2 separate regions of the Drosophila melanogaster genome follow, and region 2 is linked to region 1. Evidence: chromatin contacts called from public Hi-C data. All regions are on one chromosome and are shown on one strand. The core of a region is the stretch at or near the end of the contact, and the rest is flanking DNA. Distances in the headings are between cores, read along the strand shown.

Region 1 (3,060 bases), core at 310-2,809:
TAGAACCTATATATATATATTTACCATCGGCTTAATATATTAAATTGGAAAACCAACCCAATCCGAGCAAGATCCAAAAGCGTTTCAAGGAAATCAACTTTGTACAGGAGAAAAAGAGATAAATTCAAAATTATGTCTTGCTACAAATAATTCGTTTAATTTTTCGAATGGGAACTGTGATTATTGATAATTGTAAATGCAAAAAAAAAAAGAAATAAGAAAGTGAGCGCGTATATCATGCAATGAATATGGTACTATATACATACTATATAAATCTATACATATATATATATTTACACACAGCTGCTGCAAAAATAAAAACTATAGAAACAAAAAGAAACACATTTAAAATGCAATTGAAAAATCAACAGAGAATAGGGAATTTTTTGCAATATTTGCAATATTATTTTGTACAAGTGCAGCACACATTTAAAATTAGTTAATAGTAATTAGTTTCTACTACGGATTAGTTATGTTCTCATCATTAGTGCGAATGTTTTCCAGCAAACGGCGTCTTTGTAGCACAGTGTAGGCGTTAACACTACAAACAAAATGTTATCATTAAACTATAAGCAAACAAAAAGAACACATGTGGAATAGCGGGGCCATATTTAAATAGTTTAAACTTAATGCAAGGAAACATTTGAAAACAAAGCAAATCAAAACCAGAAGATATAGCGCAAACAAGCGATATGTATACAGAATCTAACTTGGATATAAATGCAAACCGCCTTTGATATGCATATATACATCTTATATCGATACGAATATCTATACACACAATATATTATATATTAAATAGTCCTTAACATTGAACTACATTTAAACTTAAAGCTAGTGTAAATAACTTAGTTTTGTTTACTGCGCACACAACCACACGCAACACTTACACACACCACACAAACACACAATAAGATTTACGGCATTGAATTACAAAAGAGAAAATGTACAAAAACAATTGTTAATAAAGAAATCAAATAAAAACAACACAAGTTGCATTTACAATTGACCGATTATCTGTATGTTTGGTACTTCTATTTAAAAAAGAAATCGAATAATTGGGTTCAGATCTAAACGCCAAAAGTAGTTTCTAAAAATTCAAATCATAATGCAAAATAGTTCATTGACTTCTATTAAATTGAAAGCACTTCAACATTTTTCTTTTTTCTTTACTGAAATCAAACATCAAAATCAAGCATTCTTTTTTAACGGAATTTTAATTTGAAAGGTAGCCTGCGTAACGGTATAGCGGTATATCAATTTAAAAGTGACTTTCAAGATACGGCAACTCTGTGAAACGATTGAATGTGGAACAAAAGATTATTTTACTCTTTTTCTTTTAATTAAAGAAAAAATAATAATAATCAAAAAGGGATATGCAATGCTATTCCAGATTACTCTTACTGAGATACTTAAATAATAACTCTCCAAATAATCAAAAGAGCCAAAGAAAATATAAAATCATATATACTATTTAGCTCCCTGTTGCAATTCCAATCGTTTCACAATCGCTGCCAAGTCAGCTACGCAAATTTGAGGGTATATTTCATAGTTGTCGGTACGGTAACACTGAGAAAGCCGTTTTGTTGAAAGATTACAAATGAATTGCGATGCATTTAGCTAAAATTGAACTTTAGCAGAGCCGCAAAACGATAGAGAGCCAACGCAGAGAACACGGAGCCACCCAAACACATGGATACCAAGTCCAATGATGACTCGGCTGGCAGTGACTCGCTGGACAAATCTATGCAAATCAAGTGTGTGATGGTGGAGACAACGACGACGGGCGACGGAGACTCCACAGTCGGAGATCTGGACAACTGCAGCAGGGATTCCGCTGCGGAATCGATTAACAAGGAATCCGGTTCGATGGAGGGAGCCGGCAAGCAGACGGATCACAAGACTGAAGCTGCGGCGGGGTCGTGCGGCGAGGGCGACAGTCCGCAGAGCAGTCAATCCCCACCAGAACATCCGGCCAGCAAATCGCCCACATCTCCATGCACTGCCTTCGAGACGAAAGTCAAGCTTATATCACAGAACCTCAAGGAAACCACGCTGGCGGAGAGCACCGGCGCCTCCGTATCAGCATCCACATCCACATCAACACCCACGTCCGCCTCTAGTAGCATCAGCGGCAGCATGCTGGAGTCGCAGCAGACACCCAGCCAGTCCACCCCCGAAACAACAGATTCCGCCTCGTCGTCCGTGCGCGTGAAGAAGGTACGCTTCCATCCGGACGTCAAGGAAAACGACGGCGGGAACTGGATGAAAAGAAAGCGACGCTCCATGCATACCAAACGAACCTCCTCGCCCAGCGGCGCTAACTGTGATGGCATGGAGCTGGACGGTGAGTACGAGGACAACGATGACGATGAGCAGGAGGAGGCGGAGGAGGAGTTCGATCTGGCCAAGACAATCGCCGAGGCGGAGGATTACCTCAAGCAGCACCCGTTGACATACGTGCAGCGCGTCGAACAGAACGGCGAGCGGCTGCAGGATGGACTGCTCAGCATCGAGGATATGCTAAACGAAGTCGGCGAGGAGGTGGTCACCGAGTACAACGACGAGGACTTCTTCAGACGCATCAAGCCCGAGAATGGCATTGAACGCATTCTGGGCAAGGAGACCAAGGCGGGAAAGGTACGTTTGCAATACGAAAGCAATAAACTATCAGTACGGTTTAGGGTTCACAAATTTTCTATGAATTCGATTACAGTTTCATTTACAACACATTGTTGGTTTATTCATATCATATTTAGTAAACAAAAATTCTAAGCTGGAAAAGGTTTGCTATATGACTTTTGCTTTTACAAAATAAATAAGCCAAAGATCAGCTTTCTTTACTTTGTAAAGCGAAGGAAAACTTTTAAACAGTCTGAATCTTATGTAGTTTGCCCTCTATCCCAATTGTAGGTATCATTTAATAACCTTAATATCCTTGCAGGTTGAATTCCTTCTGCGCTACGAGAACCAAGGCGGACTCTTCTGGCAATCGGAGGAGTTCATCAAGCGCACGTGCCCCTCGCTGCTCAAGGCCTACGAAATGAATCGAGAACGACG
Region 2 (3,060 bases), core at 204-2,703, 76 kb before region 1:
GACGCTTCATTACGACGTTATGTAATGGCTTGTAAAGCTCCAAGTGACAAAGGCTACTTCTCTCGCTCTCTGGATCTGTAAGTGATGGCTCTCTACATATGAGTGTGTGTGCGTGTGCAACGACAAGAGAGAGCTAATTCACTCGCTTTGGTCTCTTTCATGCAATGAGTGCATGTGAGATCATCGTTCACAGCCGAAACAAATTCTACATTCTGTATACGCCCCATGGCCCAGCAGCTCATCATCCAAAGCACCGCCACCATCATCAAATCCATCGCAATCATCATCATCATCGCGATGAATGGCTGTATTTGTTGCTCCGCTGACAAATTGCAATTATTTTACACGGCATGACTTTGGCAGAGAGTATCGGCAGCAGGGTAACCCGAAGTATAAGTCATGAATCTAAACAGTCACAACAAAATTGTTTCCATAAAAGATATTTAAAGGTAAATTTTCTTAAAACCATATACAGCTATGCTTCCTTTTACATAAAAAAGTTAACTAATTGCGGTACTCTAAAAGAACTTTTTAAAATGTAAAAAATAATCGTTCTAATAAAAAGCTATCATTTTAATGATCAATATATTTAAGAAATCTTTAATACCCGTTTATTTTTATCTGACTAGTAACTATAATCCAAGCATTTAGCTGAATTAATGAGAAGTCATAAAGTCGGCACGATAGATAAAATTAATTACTGAGTGGCCCATAAAACTGGCATACTTCAATCCTTGGCAGAGACAACGCTGCGTATACGCAACCTATTGACTTCGCAAAAGTTGTCACCGAAAAGCGAGAAAACCAGAATTTGCATTTACCACTCAACGTTTGCCAACATCATTAACATCGGAGCAGCGCCATTGCCACATGTTCTTCATTTGCCTGCCGAGCGAGAAATTTGCATAAATAAATACCAATATCTTACCTTCGCCGTGGCGAACCGACGATTGTATCTGCACTTGTTCTGGCTGTTCTGACGGTTTCGGCCAAAAGAAGCTGAAATTACTGGTGCCGAAATGTGTTTTCCAGTCCGTGTTGTCATCGCCGTTGTCGCAGTTAGCCTTGATCGTGTTTATTTCGGCAGTTAAGCGATACACGAAATAAATAAATAAATAATACGAGCCCAAGAATTCTTCTCATGTTTTGTCGGTCTGTTGGCATTGCCAGACCCATAAATGGCCCACCAGTTGAAGATGGCGATGGTTTGCTCAGTTCTTTTCGGTTCGGTTTGGTTCGCTTCAGCTCTGTTCTGCGATCTGTGAGCTGGTGCTATATGCTATATACTATATGCTATATGGCGTGGTCGGGTGTCAGTTCAGTTCTCTTGGGGCTGCCCAAAAAGGCGGCTGAGTAATTGAGGTTGTAAATCAAAATGGATGTATGTAGAAATTTGTCCTTGAACATTATGTCAAAGTTGTAGGCAACTGTTAATGGATGAACAAGAACGCCAAGTGGTTTATATTTGACAGATTATGCGTTTGATTTAAGGAAGTATTTGACACCCTTTCGATTAAAAAAGGTACCTATACTGCTGGACAGCGATTTAATCTATAGATTATCAGCTTGTCAGCTCTTTCTAATCGCTTGATTTCCTAATAAAAACATCGAGACTAATTTTAATGCTGATTATTTAACTAATTGGTGAGATAGATCAGTCAGTAAAATGATGATCGCATGATCATCATTTGTAGTGATTACAAGAGCAAAACAAGCCAATATTTAATCGAAAATTTTGCCATTCTTAGAAACTTACAAAGAAATCTTGCCTGTAAAAAAGTGTAATGCCAGCGTTTTTCAAATTATAAGAAAACGTGAATTAGTTGGAAATGGCATATACACATTTTATGATAGTACTTTGTTAATATTCACGTCATTCCATGATCTTGGGTTTTTGAGAACCAAAGCTCTTATTAATATTTGTATATTATATTTTCCATAATTTTGGTTCGGTTTCACTTCATCCGATTTATACGCAGCACGAGCTCGTTGAAATCTTGACGAATAAATGTTTAAATTATCATTTAGTCAAGCTACATGAAAAGTAAACGAATTTCAACTGAAATTTTTCCCCATCCTCTTACTTAATTTCCCTTTGCATCTCCGCCTGAGCAACAATTCAATCATTTAATTCATTTGTACATTTCATTTATTGCATTTCGATTTGAGCTGGGGCAAGGCGATTTTATGGCTACATATTTTAACATTTTACGGCTGCAAAACAGAATCCAAAAAACGCACAAGAAGAAGAAAGATTTCGGTTTGGATTCGTTTTCGATTTCGATTTCAGTTTGGTCGATTTGACAGCTGGTCCGAGTTGTTCTCTCTTTTTTTCTTGGCCGATTTGATATAGCATTTCGTTTACCAGTTTTGGGTCTCTCAAGTACAAACCACAAGACGAATTTGGTCATTTAAAATTGCGGCAATGTCTGATGGCCAGATGGATGGCTGGACGGATGGACGGATGGCTGTTGCTTGCTGGTTGGGCTGCTTGAATGGTTGTTTGCTCTGTCGTTTACAATTGTTGTCATTGTCAACGTGTTGGCCAGCTTCTGCTCTTCGGTTTGTTTGGTCTTCTTCTGCGGGGCGTTTACCACCACCACCACTACCGCCAGCAACAAAAACAAAAGCAACAACCGCAGCTTTGTCTTCGACCCATTTAACGGACCAGTGCACTGGCGAAGCCCTAGCATTGGACACGATATTGGGAACGTGAGAGTTGGCCAAGTCGGGCCAGATGCACTCAAAAAAAAATGCCAATATCATTATGAGGAAGTTTTTCATGTACTTCTGCTACTAAGTACGTAGAAGTAGTAATATTTAGATAAAACATTTATTTATGCATATATATACATTTTATTTATGTTGTAAAAGAACAATGTAAATAGTAATACAGACCATACATTTTCTTTCGTTAAAAGCCTTAACTAGCAATTGCATTAAATGTATTTACATTTTTACCTTCTTGCAGTGTAAAATGCAATTTAAAGCTTAAAGCTACCATCGATTAAAACTTGGTTAATCTGGAATCTTTGGCCGGGCTCTGGGCCATCACATGCA

Evidence for each region. A called contact is a pair of places that touch in the nucleus more often than the background predicts.
Region 2: a contact with region 1 is called in a Hi-C map of the Kc167 cell line, with 1.7 times the contacts expected there. The contact joins the promoter of lncRNA:CR45447 here to the promoter of CG9933 in region 1. A contact is called at or near these places in 11 of 107 Hi-C or Micro-C datasets (the D17-c3 cell line, the Kc167 cell line, the PNm cell line and 5 more) and 1 of 6 datasets of contacts at active chromatin or transcription factors (the Kc167 cell line).

Annotation. Positions count from the first base shown.
Region 1 is chr2L:13,019,811-13,022,870 of dm6, reverse strand. It overlaps CG9933, which reads left to right and starts at 1,559. Exons shown (of 3, transcript NM_135754.4): 1 at 1,559-2,640; 2 at 2,945-3,060. The coding sequence starts at 1,693. CG9932 reads left to right here. Exons shown (of 7, transcript NM_001273500.2): 7 at 1-1,003.
Region 2 is chr2L:13,095,387-13,098,446 of dm6, reverse strand. It overlaps lncRNA:CR45447 (long non-coding RNA:CR45447), which reads right to left and starts at 1,453. Exons shown (of 1, transcript NR_124228.1): 1 at 1,149-1,453.